5 separate regions of the Mus musculus genome follow, and regions 1, 2, 3 and 5 are each linked to region 4. A link is a contact called in public Hi-C data. All regions are on one chromosome and are shown on one strand. The core of a region is the stretch at or near the end of the contact, and the rest is flanking DNA. Distances in the headings are between cores, read along the strand shown.

The links. A called contact is a pair of places that touch in the nucleus more often than the background predicts.
Region 1: a contact with region 4 is called in a Hi-C map of bone marrow-derived macrophages, with 25 read pairs. The contact joins two enhancer-like sites. A contact is called at or near these places in 3 of 15 datasets of contacts at CTCF or cohesin (embryonic stem cells and large pre-B cells), 5 of 484 Hi-C or Micro-C datasets (bone marrow-derived macrophages and embryonic stem cells), 5 of 115 datasets of contacts at active chromatin or transcription factors (T-cell acute lymphoblastic leukemia, embryonic basal ganglia, fibro-adipogenic progenitors and 2 more) and 1 of 9 other capture datasets (embryonic stem cells).
Region 2: a Hi-C map of bone marrow-derived macrophages shows a contact between it and region 4, with 28 read pairs. The contact joins two enhancer-like sites. A contact is called at or near these places in 1 of 39 promoter capture datasets (embryonic stem cells), 4 of 484 Hi-C or Micro-C datasets (B cells, the BV-2 cell line, bone marrow-derived macrophages and 1 more), 4 of 115 datasets of contacts at active chromatin or transcription factors (embryonic stem cells, fibro-adipogenic progenitors, large pre-B cells and 1 more) and 1 of 9 other capture datasets (embryonic stem cells).
Region 3: a contact with region 4 is called in a Hi-C map of bone marrow-derived macrophages, with 29 read pairs. The contact joins two enhancer-like sites. A contact is called at or near these places in 1 of 39 promoter capture datasets (embryonic stem cells), 1 of 15 datasets of contacts at CTCF or cohesin (pro-B cells) and 1 of 484 Hi-C or Micro-C datasets (bone marrow-derived macrophages).
Region 5: a Hi-C map of bone marrow-derived macrophages shows a contact between it and region 4, with 23 read pairs. The contact joins two enhancer-like sites. A contact is called at or near these places in 1 of 39 promoter capture datasets (embryonic stem cells), 4 of 484 Hi-C or Micro-C datasets (CD8 T cells, bone marrow-derived macrophages, embryonic fibroblasts and 1 more), 1 of 115 datasets of contacts at active chromatin or transcription factors (fibro-adipogenic progenitors) and 1 of 9 other capture datasets (embryonic stem cells).

Annotation. Positions count from the first base shown.
Region 1 is chr2:127,927,674-127,930,373 of GRCm38.p6, reverse strand. All of the region lies in intron 9 of Acoxl (acyl-Coenzyme A oxidase-like), which reads right to left. Among named protein-coding and RNA genes, the nearest start is that of Acoxl, 74 kb to the right of the region's middle. Within about 2 kb of position 1,368, at least 33 of the 459 cell types and tissues checked have an H3K27ac peak or open chromatin away from gene starts, as enhancers often do. A contact at or near this core is called in bone marrow-derived macrophages, where this site is marked.
Region 2 is chr2:128,007,475-128,010,174 of GRCm38.p6, reverse strand. Acoxl (acyl-Coenzyme A oxidase-like) reads right to left here. Exons shown (of 18, transcript NM_028765.3): 12 at 9-98. Among named protein-coding and RNA genes, the nearest start is that of Bcl2l11, 120 kb to the left of the region's middle. Within about 2 kb of position 1,269, at least 89 of the 459 cell types and tissues checked have an H3K27ac peak or open chromatin away from gene starts, as enhancers often do. A contact at or near this core is called in bone marrow-derived macrophages, where this site is marked.
Region 3 is chr2:127,960,993-127,963,692 of GRCm38.p6, reverse strand. All of the region lies in intron 9 of Acoxl (acyl-Coenzyme A oxidase-like), which reads right to left. Among named protein-coding and RNA genes, the nearest start is that of Acoxl, 110 kb to the right of the region's middle. Within about 2 kb of position 1,407, at least 52 of the 459 cell types and tissues checked have an H3K27ac peak or open chromatin away from gene starts, as enhancers often do. A contact at or near this core is called in bone marrow-derived macrophages, where this site is marked.
Region 4 is chr2:128,571,997-128,574,696 of GRCm38.p6, reverse strand. Gm36203 (a long non-coding RNA gene) reads left to right here. Exons shown (of 9, transcript XR_866725.3): 7 at 71-216. Among named protein-coding and RNA genes, the nearest start is that of Gm36203, 19 kb to the left of the region's middle. Within about 2 kb of position 1,261, at least 34 of the 459 cell types and tissues checked have an H3K27ac peak or open chromatin away from gene starts, as enhancers often do. A contact at or near this core is called in bone marrow-derived macrophages, where this site is marked.
Region 5 is chr2:127,982,083-127,984,782 of GRCm38.p6, reverse strand. The region is part of intron 11 of Acoxl (acyl-Coenzyme A oxidase-like); the gene reads right to left. Among named protein-coding and RNA genes, the nearest start is that of Acoxl, 130 kb to the right of the region's middle. Within about 2 kb of position 1,317, at least 2 of the 459 cell types and tissues checked have an H3K27ac peak or open chromatin away from gene starts, as enhancers often do. A contact at or near this core is called in bone marrow-derived macrophages, where this site is marked.

The DNA.
Region 1 (2,700 bases), core at 119-2,618, 640 kb after region 4:
AAATGCTGGATTAGTGACATCAGAGAGATGAGAAGGGAGCTCCTGCTGTCTTCACAAAGAAGGCATTTAACCGTGTTTTGAAATTCCTATCAACTATTCAGTGTGAACTGAAAAGTTTACCATTTACTAATATAGCCAAGGTTAGATTTCTGAGAGTCTCTGTTCCAGGTCAAGAAACAAAATGTAGGTGAGGGGGGGAAATGGGAGTTTTGAACAAGTACAGTCATGAAAACAGCCAGAGGGAATCTCCCCTTTTGTTCCTTCCAGAATTCAGCTAACCACACTGGCACCTTAAACTTCTGCCGCAAAGGGCAAGGACACACCATCTCCCATTAGTGTGGGGGTTTTTTGTGGAGTTCATTTTTAAGTCACTCTTGCCAAACCACATCAGTCAAGGTATATTTTTCTTACTTTTGCCAGAGAGGGAGTTTCTTGGACACCTTTTCTACCATGGTCCATTACAGGGCATAAGAGCGTACTGATGCCCTTCTCTACACAGCCATCGAGGAAACTAGGGACAGTGAGCCAGGGCTGAGTCAAGGTGAGGCTCAGAGCTGTCACTCTGAAAAGGTCCAGGTGACTAAGGTAATACAAAGATGTCTTGGCTTCTGAATGCAGGTGAGGTTGCCAGGGACCTTTCTCCAGACCTATCTATGCAGCATGGCTGTTCAGATGTAACTGCACACGTGAACATGTGAATATGCATACACACGCGCACACATACACACACAGAGAGAGAATCAGAGAATCAGAGAATGAAGTGTGAGACTGATACTATTGTAACAGAGAAACATCCCCTAATCCCAGTGACAACTCATGTCACACACTCAGGAAAAATAAGGAAGACATCCTTTAATAACAAAGCATATGTCCAGTTTTGTCTAGTGCTCCAAAAGAAACAAGCCTCCATAAAAATTGCTCTAGGTCTAGGGTTATAACATTGTAGTCATGCCCTTTGGTATGGGGTAGGGCCTAACGGTCAGCTGTGGGACAGGGGTGTTTCTTTGCAGTATGGGAATTGGTCTACTTGGTGGCAATGAAGAGCCAAACATGAGCTGAAACATTTCCCCAGCAATCTAAACTTTATGTTAAAGGTACACATCTTCCATAGTTTTTAAACAAGTCTGGTCAGTATGTTACTGATCCTTGGGTACTCCTTTAGCAACATTTCATTTTGGGTGCCTTACTATTTCCTAACCAAGGTTAGCCGACCATTTATTTATAGCATTAGCTTGGCCTGTTGTTTCCACTTCCTCCTAGATCCCTGCAAGGAAACAAATGGGGAATAAAAGAAAGATGATGGGAGGGGCCAGTGGGAGGGGACTGCAGCTGAGTATGGGGTAGCATCTGTGTGGCTGGGGAGAGGGAGGAACCAACTTCCTAAGGATCCATCACTGCCTTCTCTCCTGCCTGTTGGTGAAAGCCTGGGGTACCTCGGGAGGCGTAGCAGGTCTTCACCGGTCAGACACCTTAGAAGCCATTCCTAGATGTCACATAAGCCTGATGAACCCCTTAACCTTGGGCTCCCCTGGAATGCCAAGTCCAAATAAGACCTCCTCCCTTCCACCCCAGCATTCTGATTGCACAGCACCCTACAAGAAGATCCCGGGAGCTGGGAAGGGCATCGGTTTGCATGACCAGGGGAGCTCTAGCAGGCAACAGTAGCTGTGCCCCTGCCGGCTCCCTGGGGGCCAGGTGGGTTTTCCTCTTCTCCTTCCTCCTGGTGTGATCCAGGCCCAGTAAGTCTCCCTTTCATTGTGTCCTGACAAATAGATGGTGTGTGTTTTCTTTTCGCATTCTTTTTAATGGCCTGGACTATCCTCCAGTGCCCCAGCTGTGCATGTCAAACAAAATGTATTGGGGTCAGGCGGATTCTCACACCACACTGAACTGCACACCGTGCAAACAAAAAGCACTCATTTCACTACATTGTACATGCTCGAGAACGCTATACTAAGGGACTGGTGTAATTACTGCACTAGCCACTGGACTGGGCACAGGCTACAGCAATCTCTCTCTCTCTCTCTCTCTCTCTCTCTGTCTCTCTCTCTCTCAATTTTCAAATATAGTTATACAAAGTGTCCCTGTATCTAAACGTCCTATGCAAATACAAACATCTTACAAAGCGCACACAGATAAAATCAGCCCAGGTTGATGTACCCTGAGCAGGGAGCTCTGTGCCGTGTGACCTTTAGAGACAAGACAGAGCACATGTAGAGAAATGGAGATTTTTTTTTTATGTTATAAACAAAGGTGCAACCCCACAGAGAGTGTGTGTGAACTCTCTTCAAAGAAGGGCACACTTTAAACCTGGAGGAAAATAAGAAGGCAAGCTTCCTGTTTCAGGAAGAGGAAGAGGAAGCTTTCAAACGTGTAACAAGGCAGGTGGCCTCAGGAAACTGAGAAAAGGGTGCGTGGAAATATACTCTGATTGCCGCTGTGGCATTTTAAAGAAACAACATTTGTGTTTTGTTCCATAACTAAGTGAAAATCAGCCGAAGCTTTGGGGAAAGTCCGCTTGTTTGAAGCAAGGCCACCGCGGCTTGCTGCCTCTGGCTTTTGCTCTGCAGGCAACCAGCTCATTCTGCAGCCTGCTGGAGCAAAGACCCACACAGCTGAGGACAGATGTGGCTACAATGCCTCGGGAAACCGCCACAGGCTCACACACCTGCAGGTGACATCACCGCTCTATCTTACCCC
Region 2 (2,700 bases), core at 20-2,519, 560 kb after region 4:
ACCCTTACCTGAAGCATGACCACATTGTCACCTTCAAAGGTTACAAACACATCTGTGTCACATTTCAGGTCTGAGATTCTGGTTTCCATCATGTAACCCTGTTGCAGAGGAAGAGGAGGAGAGAAGGGAGAGAAAGAAGAAAAAAGTGTTTTAATTTGCAATGACATCATTACATGGGAAAATTAGTTCCCTTAAAATTAAAAGCACAGATCATTGAAGAGGAAAAAAGTAACAATGTATCTCTTACTCAGAATAATTTCAATATATCACATTATATCATATTATCAATATATCACATTAGCTTTGAGGTCACACATACAATTTTGGGTATTGTCTTCATTGTTGATAAAACATTGACAAATGGTTATTTCATTTTTAACCAAAAGATTTCAACTAATCACACCAATATGCTTTGTTTTCAAACTCTTCAGAATTCTACTAGTGGCTTACTCCTGCAAGAGAACAATGCCTCCCTCCACCCTGAACCACCCCCCCCCCCAAACGCTGAAGAGTACTGGAAGGCAGGTTAAAAATTCTACATTGACCAACTGCTCTGCTCTGTCAACTCACACTTTCTAGCTTCCTCCTCCTGTCTTTCCCTGCCTCCTTCCTTCTCTTCCTTTCCCTCCTCTCCTCCCTTCCCTTCCTCCTCTTCCTCCACTTCCTCTTCCTCTTTTTCACTTCTTAAAATCCTATTTCTAAGGTAGCAATTCACAGTTACCTAAGTGCTGTCAGTCTCCTCCCATAAAGAACTGGCCCTGGAGCACGTAGGTTCAGGTCCAGGCCAACGTGAGTGGAGTGTGGCATATCTCTGGCCTGGGAACTTTTCTCCTGCCAAGGCCTCTCTGCCGCTCCTCTGTCCTGCTTCCCTTTTTCATCTGGTTTGTTTCCTTTCTCACATTTCTCATTTCCTCTTTTTTTTTTTTTTTAAATTTCAGATTTCTGGCTTATCTGGATTCCCCCTTATTTATCTTACATCCTCACTTCCCCTTTCCCATCCTCCATACTGGCCATACCCACCGTACAGGATAACCCCCTTTCTCATTTCTCAGTTCTCACTTCCCTTTTCCCATGGCTCACACCTGGCTTCCTTGCCTCCCCCATAGCTTTAACATTTCTCACTTCCCGTCTCCCACCCACCGCACCCGCCCTAAGCGATGTACCAAATTTCCCCTCAGTTCTCACTTCCCTTTTCCCACCCGCTGTACCCTGAGTGTCCGCTGTACCGGATCACCCCTCTCTCAGTTCTCACTTCTCACTTCCCTTTTCCCACCCGCTGTACCCTCTGTATCCGCTGTACTCTGAGTGTCCACTGTACCGGATCTCCCCCTCTCTCAGTTCTCACTTCCCTTTTCCCATGGCTCACACCCAGATTTCTCTTCACCCTCAGACGCTTTACATTTCTCACTTCCTTTTTTGTATAAGTCAAAATTCCCACTTGTCTGGGTTCCCCTATCTGTTCATTTACTTTACAACGCCCCAGCACACACACACTCTTGTATCGTTTCCTCTTCCCCTTTATTTCAAGAGTCTTGTTTCCTGTTTTTCTCCTTTTCTCACCTCTCTTATTTGATTCCTCCCTTTCCTTTCTTACTTCCTTTTTTTTTCTTTTTTTTAATTTCAATTTCCTTCCTTTTAAAATTTGTTTGGTGTGTGTGTGTGTGTGTGTGTGTGTGTGTGTGTGTGTATACACCACAGCAGGTGTCCACAGAAGCCAGAAGAGACTAGATCCCATGGAGCTGGAGTTGCAGGCAGCTGTGAGGCACCCAACATGGGTGCTGAGAACCGGAGCTGTACCCTCTTCAAGAACAATGTGCTGAACAGTGAGCCACCACCCCAGCCCTAAAAACATTAACCAAACCAAACAACTCCCTACCCTCAGTGGGACTTCATTCTTTCTTTCTTAAAAATGCATTTACTTTTATTTTATGTATATGACTGCTTAGCCTGAATGTCCCCATGTGCACCATATGCATGCCTGGTACCAAGGGAAGCCAGAAGAGGGCATTGGATCCCCTTGAACTGGAGTTACAGGCAGTTATAAGCCACCATGTGAGTTCTGGGAACCAAATTCCAGTCCTCTACAAGAGCAGCAAATGCTCTTAACCACTGTGCCATCCCTCCAGTCCTTTAAACACACTTCTAAAATTGGCAGATAGCATATGATTTTATCATGTACAACTTATTCTTAAGTATATACACACAGAGATACAACAATGCTAATTAACAAACACACCACCTCACGTGGTTATTACTCCCATGGTAAAACCATATAACACCCACACTCTTTACATTTTTGAAGAATACAATGTATCATTATTAACTAATCTCTTAAAAATTCACTTCCTTTTTCTAGCTCTAATTCTATACCTTTAACCAATGTTGTGGTTCAGTACGTCAGCAGGCTCTTGGTCTGTGGGTTTGGCTGGGGAGAGGGGGCCTTCTACAAGGATTTCAGTGTTACAGCTCTTTTAGACAGAATTTATTGAAATGGCTTGCACATATATTTTACTTGGGGTGAATAAGGGCTATATAAACCTTGGAGAGTGGGAAGGGATTTTCAGGGTGAGTATGCATTTCCTGAGGGTTAAGGTACTAGGAACCTCTCTGTGGTGTTTTGAATATGCTTGATCCAGGAATTGGCACTATTTGGAGGTGTGGCCTTGTTGGAGGAAGTGTGTCACTGGGTGTGGGCTTTAA
Region 3 (2,700 bases), core at 158-2,657, 610 kb after region 4:
CCCCAAGTGCCAGAGCCATGGTATACCTGCCAAGGAAACCTGTTAACAGGACGTGGAACCAGACTGAGAAAAAGAAATGTGTTGCTGTCAACAAAGCTGAAAGGAGTTGGAGATCTGATGCAGAGGCTGGAGTTTGTCCAGCTGGTTTTGGTCTTGCTTTGGTCCAGAAGTTCCCTACTATGCTCTCTTCCATATCTTTTGAAACAGTAATGTATATCCTGTGCTATTATATGTTGGAAGTATGTGATCTGGTAAAGTGTGCAATTTTGATTTTAAAGGATTACAGTTAAGAGATTGCATGAATCTCAGAAGAGGCTTTGAACTTTGGAGTTTTAAACATTGTTGAGACTGTGATAGGCTATGGGAACTTTTGAAGATGGACTAAATGCATTTTGCATTATGTTATGGCTACAAGCTTATGGGGGCTAGAAGCTGGAATGGTAGTTTGAATAGTGTGGTTCTTTAAATGTAATTGGCCCCCATAGGCCCATAGGGAGTGGGTACTATTAGGAGGCATGGCCTTGTTGGAGTAAGTGTGGTATTCCTGGAGGAAGTGTGTCACTGTTGGGGTGAGCTTTAAGGTCTCCTATGCTCAAGCTATGCCCAGTGTGGCTCACAGTCTCTCTCTGCTGCCTTCACATCAAAATGTAGAACTCTCAGCTCCCTGCAGCACCATGCCTGCCCGCATGCTGCCGTGTTTCCGGCCATGCCAATAATGGACTGGATCTCTGAAACTGTAGGCCAGCACCAATTAAATGTTTGCCTTTATTCAAGTTGCTATGTTCATGGTGTCTCTACAAAGACCCAAACTAAGACAAATTGGCAAGGTCCCCATCAACTCATGTGTTTGCATGGTTAGCTCATAGGGAGTGACACTATCAGGAGGTGTGGCCTTGTCGGAGTAGGTCTTGCCTTGAAGGAAGTATGTTACTGTGAGAGTGGGCTTTGAGATTTCCTATGCTCAAGCTACACTCAGTGTGGAAGACAGTATCCTGCTGCTGCCTGTGGATCAAGATGCAGAATTCTCAGCTCCTCTAGCACCGTGTCTGCCTGCACACTGCCATGCTTCCTGCCATGATAATGGACTAAACCTCTGAAACTATCAGCCAGCCTCAATTAATTTTTTTTAATAAGAGTTGCATGGTCATGATGTCACAGCAATAAAACCCTAACTAAGACACATCCCCCTCCCCAACTGAGACTTTTCTGATATTTCTCCCTCTCTCTAACATATCCCTTCCAAAACCCAAACAGAAACAAACCAATAAAAGCAAAGTTGCTTCTCCCTAGAATGCCCTCAGTAATCTTCCTGTGATCCCTCCAGTGCCAATGTCTCTCCCTTGCAGCCTGACACTGCATGTGTCTCTACTAACTGACTGCTCCTGATGCTTCTCCACTGGAGCCTTGCTTGATCCTGGAGTGTTTGCCCCGCCTCCCAGGGTGAGCTCATTCCTAAAGATAGCAAATGATGTCCCCATGACAACATCTTCCAAATGCAAGCTAACAAATTCAGAGGCCCCAATACCTCCTTCACGAGGCTATCACAATGTAGGCCACTGTTACCCTGCACAGGTCACCCCAGGTGACACCAAGGTAGTGTCAGACCAAGGAGAGCCCCCTGCCAATATCAGAAGCCTCCCAAAGCATCCAACGAGTCATTCCTAATCTGCTTAGCCTGCTTAGCCTGCTTAGTCCATGCTTTCTGCTGGCACCCTCTACCTCCCGACTGATGCTAGTGTTTTGTGTTGTTTTTCTGGAATGTCTGCTTATTAATAGTTGTTACAGAGAAATAACTTTGACAAGGGAACATGGGTAGTCAGTTAGGATAGAAATTAATGAGAAGAATGAGAGAGGAGAAGAGAGGAACCCACCTCATGCCAACAGCCATACCCTGACTTTCTTCTATGAGAACAGAAAAAAAAAAAAACCCCAAATCAGTGGATGAGCAGAAAGCAGGGTCCACAACTCCTTCCCTCTGGCCTCAGATGCTGACAGTCCCAAAGCACCAAAAGGGAGTTTCCACTGGCTTCTGACCTGTCTGATGTTCTATCTGGCTGTAGAGGTGGGAAATGTGACAATAAAGATTAATGGCTTTTGTGCTCAGAGATGCTACCAGAGGTCAGCCCTAAGACTGCCACCATTATCCCCAAGCTTGTTGTCTGGCTGCAAGAGAGGCAGCAGAGACAGGGGATATCAAGACACTGGTCAGAGAAGTCATAGCCCACATGGCAACCTTGACTGGCTATTCTGCACTCAGCATCATGTTTATGGACCCAGTCGGGCACACTGAAGGCTCCTTCCCTGGTTGCCAGCATCCTGGCATGCTGCCCTGAACACAGCTCACAGGGCTGTAATCCCTGCAGCTGGCCAGCAATTACTGCCTGCCAGACGTTTTTATTGTTCCAGAATATGATCTATATGGACACAATATTCTTCCTGTCTTTCCTCCACTGGGTTACTATTTTTTGTTAAAAATACATGTAAAGGGTATATTTTTCTCTATAAAAACAATTCTCATTTCAGCACTCCCTCCAAAGAAAAAGAATCCAAGTCACTTAGCTTTCTCATGATCTTTAAAAAAAAAACAAAAACAAAGAGCCGAGTATGTATGCACGCTGATATCCACGTGAAAATCAATCCAGGGCTCAGAGAGAACTGCGAATGATGCCATTTAAGATTATAGATCTGAAACGCTATTTC
Region 4 (2,700 bases), core at 12-2,511:
GAGCCATCTCCCCAGCCCTTTCCTCTAAATTTCAACTGTGGGTCTAAAACTGATTTTTTTTTTAATCAAGCCATATATGTCCACGGATGTACTCCTGTCTCACCTGGTCACGCTTGGAAATTTTACACATTTGCATATTTGCACTGTTGCTTGAATGACTATGAGGGACTCCAGAGCATAAAGATCTTCAGTGGTGGCAAATTTTCAGGATGTAAGGTTTGTTTTGTTTTGTTTGGAGAAATAGCCATGTGTTTGTTGATATGAACTGAAGGTAAGTAATGAGGACACAGCCACCTGCTACACTCACTGTGGGAGGTCTGGAAAGCGGTGACCTTGCCAGAGTGAACCTGGACAGAAGCATTAGCTGCTATTTTCTGTAGGACTTTTTTTTTTAAAAAGAAAATTATTTATTTTATTTTGCGTGCATTGGTATTTTGCCTTGGTATTTTGCCTGCATGCATGTCTATGTGAGGGTATCAGACTATCTGGAACTCCAGACCGTGGTTGGAAGATTGGTTGTATGTGGGTGTCGGAAACTGAACCCAGATCCTCTGGAAGAGCGACTGGTGGTCTTAACTGCTGAGTCATCTCTCTGACTCTTAAGCTGGCTCTTCTGGATTCTTTAGAGCACACTAGACATCTTTACAATGGTGTGTTTGATTTGAAAAAAAAATGGAGAAGCAGGGACAGGAGAGATGGCTCAGCATTAAGAGCACTGGTTGCTCTTCCTAAGTTCCCAGCACCTGTATGGCAGCTCACAACAGCCTGTACTCCAGTTCCAGGGGATCTGACACTGCCTTTTGGACTCCTTGGACACTGTATGCATGTGATAAACATATGAAAATCAAGCAGAACTCATAAAGTAACAAAATTAAATTTAAAATGGAGAGAGAAGATAGTAATTTCACTGTAGGCCTTCTTTCCAATATATTATTCATGGTGCTTCTGATCCCTTGTCATATCAGAAGGACACTTCCGTTCTCCAGTTTTCCAACCTCTAAAATGAGAACAATGGAGCTTACCTCATGCACTGTTTCTAAGAGTTGAGGGAGATGCTAAATGAAAGTTGTCAGCAATAGTGGGGTAGACTCCACTTAACCCAACATCTGAGTATATACTCTGTGATATAACGCTAAAATATATGATTCAGTGTGTGTGTGCGTGTGTGTGCGCGCGTGCGTGTGTGAGCAAGCCCATATAGTGTGTCCTCCTATATTGAATTTTCTAGCTCTCTCTCCTTGGCAAGTAGAGGCATTTGGCAAGTGATACTACCATTGGCCAGTAGGTGGCAGAAGCTGTCCGTCATGGACACTAGTTTGGTTCCAGTCTCAGAAAGGGAAGATCTTTCCCTAATCTAGCCAGGGCTTTATGGCAATGCTTAATCACATGGCAAGGAACATGCAATAACTACTGGTATTTCTGTAAACACACATGCTAAGAAGCAGCTGCTAGCTAGGGAGGAGGGAACATTCAGTCAGAGGTCTCCTGAGGACAATCTATATAAGGAAAGCCCTATGAGGGTTTTGTTTTTGTTTGTTTTTTTAAATCCATCAGCCAGTCAACCTTCCTGACTCATTGAAAGAAACATCTATAATCCAGAAGACAGTGATAATACATGTTGTGGATTATAGTGTGGTTGACGGCTGCCTGTCTCCTCCACTCCCCTCACGGCTCCAATCCTGGTGTCAAGATCACCTACAGAGTGTGCCTGCAGGATTCGGTGCCTTCCGCACTGTTGCATGTGCTTGCTTCTTCTCTTGTCCTGGCAACTTGCCGGAGTTAGGCCTTTCTCGAGAGGAAAGTTTATTTGAACTTCATTCTACCATTACTAAAATTGGCACCAAATAGATCTGTAGCTGAAGACACATCTCAGCCAAACAAAAAGTGGAATCTGCCGAACACTGGGCAACAAAGGATTCAGTGCGTGCAGAAACTTTGCACAACAATTGTTAACGGTGGGAAAATACACAAGAGTATGACACTCATCATCTCAGGGTTATTTATCTGTATACAGGGCCCTGCAGTGTAGCCCAGGCTGAACTCCAGTTTGTAATCTCTAAAGCCCTGGGATTGCAAGCATTCCACCAATCCCAGATACCTTCACCACTCAAAGGTATTTAGTTGAGTAGTGCTAAGTACTCTCACATAATACAGAACTGTAGCTTACATCCATTACACTATTTGGTAAACACCAGAGGTGCCTTCAACAGCCACCAACAACTACCATCCAGATCTCTATCTCTAGGAACATGACTATTCCAAGTGCCCCATATAAATGGAATCATAGAGTACTGGTCATTTTATGATGGGACTTTTTATGTATTATGTATTACATATGATGTATTATACATTCTTGTTTTCTCTATATGTTTATTTTTAAAAATAATTTTTTATTGTTTTATTTATGTGTCTATGTGTACATATATGCATGCGAATGTGTGTGTGTTTGTGTATATGTGTGTATGTATATATGTATATTCCCATGGAGGTCACAAAAGGTTGTTGGATCCCTGGAGCTGGAGCTACAGGTGGCTGTGGGTCTGTGGAATTGAACTCCTCTGCAAGAAGAGCAAGTTCTCTCATCTCTGGGCCTCTCCAGCCCCTGAGACGATTAATGTTATATACCACCTTGACTGGGCTAAGGCGGGACCAAATAGTTGGCAGACATTGTATCTGGATGTAGTTAGTTTCTGGATGAGA
Region 5 (2,700 bases), core at 68-2,567, 590 kb after region 4:
ACACTGCTGCATACGTGAAATCTGAAGTATTGTCCTTACTGCCTCAGGGGCAAGAACTTATAAAACTTTAAACACACCAGTGCATAGAAAGAATGTGGCTTAGAAACGTGTCATTGCTTAGAAGCACAGGTGTAGCATCTATTTCCTTCCTTCTCTGTGCTTTTCTTATTTTCAAAAAACATCTACAGTGGGTATATACAGAAAGGATGCATTGCTTTTGCAATTGGGAAAAGAAACATAATGCATGTGGTTTTAAAATTGCTTCACTGAAGGGGGTGGGGATCCATCCCATATACAGTCACCAAACCCATACCCCTATAGTGGATACCAACAAGTGCTTGCTGTCAGGAGCCTGATATAGCTGTCTCCTGAGAGGCTCCACCAGTGCCTGACAAATATAGAGATGGATGCTCTCAGCCAACCATTGGATTGAGCACAGGGTCCCCAATGGTGGAGCTAGAGAAAGGAACCAAGGAGCTGAAGGGGTTTTCCCCATAGGAAGAACAACAATATGAACCAATCAGATTCCCCCAGAGCTCCCAGGGACCAAACCACCAACCAAAGAGAACACATGAAGGGACCTATGGCTCTAGCCGCATATGTAGCAGAGGATGGCCTGTGGAGCATCAATGGGAGAAGAGACCCTTGGTCCTGTGCCAGCTCAATGCCCCAGTGTAGGGGAATGCCAGGATCAGGAAGTGGGAGTGGGTGGGTTGGTGAGCAGGGGGAGGGGGAGGAAAGGATAAGGGTTTTTTGGAGGGGAAACAAGGAAATGGGATAACATTTGAAATGTAAATAAAGAAAAAATATATAAAAAAAATTGTTGGGGCTGGTGAGATGGCTCAGCGTGTAAAAGCACCCAACTGCTCTTCTGAAGGTCCTGAGTTCAAATCCCAGCAACCACATGGTGGCTCACAACCATCCATAAGGAGATCTGACTCCCTCTTCTGGAATGTCTGAAGACAGCTACAGTGTACCTACATATAATAAATAAATAAATCTTTAAAAAAAATTGTTTCACTGAGGAAATAACATGCCCTCCCTAGATAACACTCATGCTGAGTACTAGTGCCAGACATGAAAGCCAGAAGTTAAGAGGAGTGCCTCAAAGGTTAGGAGGATTGCTGGTGATAAGAGAGAAGCAGCAAAGATTATTGCCAGAACGGTTCCTATCTTAGCACACTATGTAATTTTTCAAGTTTCCTGCTCCCATACTAGACATGACATCACATTTGTCATCCCCTCAAAGGAGCTGCCAGTGGGGCACTCGTGCTTTGGATATGACTGACATACGGCCAAGGCTGGCAACTTCTCCATAAAAAGTCATGATGACTCAGTCAGTAAATGTCTGCTGTCCAAGCATGAGAACCTAACTTTAGATCCCCATCACCCATGCAGAAAGCTGCGGGTGGTGAATGCCCCTGTGATTCCAGCCCTGGAGAGGCAAGTAGATTTCTGGAGTTTACTGACCAGCCTGTCTACCAAATCAGTGATCTCCATATTCAGAGAAAGACCTAGTCTCCAGAAATAAGGTGGGACAAACGTGGGTGGCAGGACATAGAGAAATGAAGCTGGAACTTAACTGGAAGCCCCCTTTCTCCTGGCTAGCATGCCTCCTGCTGGCTAGAAGGTGCTAGAAGCTGCCAGAGGAGAAAAGTTGAAGCCATAATTCCAACCCGCCATGCCAAGTGCAATCCCTGGAACAATAGGGGCATGACTGTTACAGGAGTAAATGACAGATACCTGAATAGACTTAAGGCCAAAGAAGAGAATTCATGATTGGTACTTTAAACCTGTTTAGAAAGTCATGGCTAGAAGGTCATAGGCCCTGGGGTGGGGACGGGAGGACTCACTGCTGCTGTTTTCATAAGTTGACATCACATAATACTATCTTCTAAATATTTACATTTATATGCATAGATATATACCACCCTAAGCCTGGATCAGAGAAGCTTCTCTTTGCAGTGAAAGAGATACATGGCTGTTCTAGCTATGACTGATGAGCATGCAGCCCTAAATATTTATATCATGTATCCAGGCTCAGGGATTATCCAGAAGAGGTGGGAGAAAGAGTATAAGAGCCAAATGTTGGAGAGAAGAGCTACAAAACACTGTTTTCTGAGTGTGACAGAGAATTCATGAACGCACCGCAGCAGAGATCCCCTGCACTGGGCCTGAACAAAGCTGGGTTTTTTAGCAGTCATCCATGGATGGGAAGGACTCAGAGGGTCTCCCCCTCCCTGGGGAAACTATTGGCTGTTGATGGGTGTTGGGGAAGAAGAAATCATGGCCTTCAGTTGTATACCTTCTGGGCTCTAAAGGATAGTTCTGCAACCACAGTTTTACAGGTAGCCTTGCTTAAACTCAGTGGGTCACAAAACAAAACAAAAGATACAAAGGTAGAAAAGGGGTTTGTAGGAAAGAGGCAGAATGGACAGTAATGGACGGGAGACAGAAGACAGCAAGGGTAAGAATAATTAGATGTATCATAGCCATCAAAAGTGTCAAAAGGAAATTTAACTCATTAACAAAAGGTGATTGAGGAAGGCAGCCAACATCAACCACTGGCTTCTACATGCACACACACGAACAAGCACACACACTCCAAAATCCTTTAATTGTCTGAAGTAAAATAACGCACAGAAAGGTGAAAGGGGACAAGTTTTATGAATCAATCTCAAGTTCTAAGAATGAGAGAAA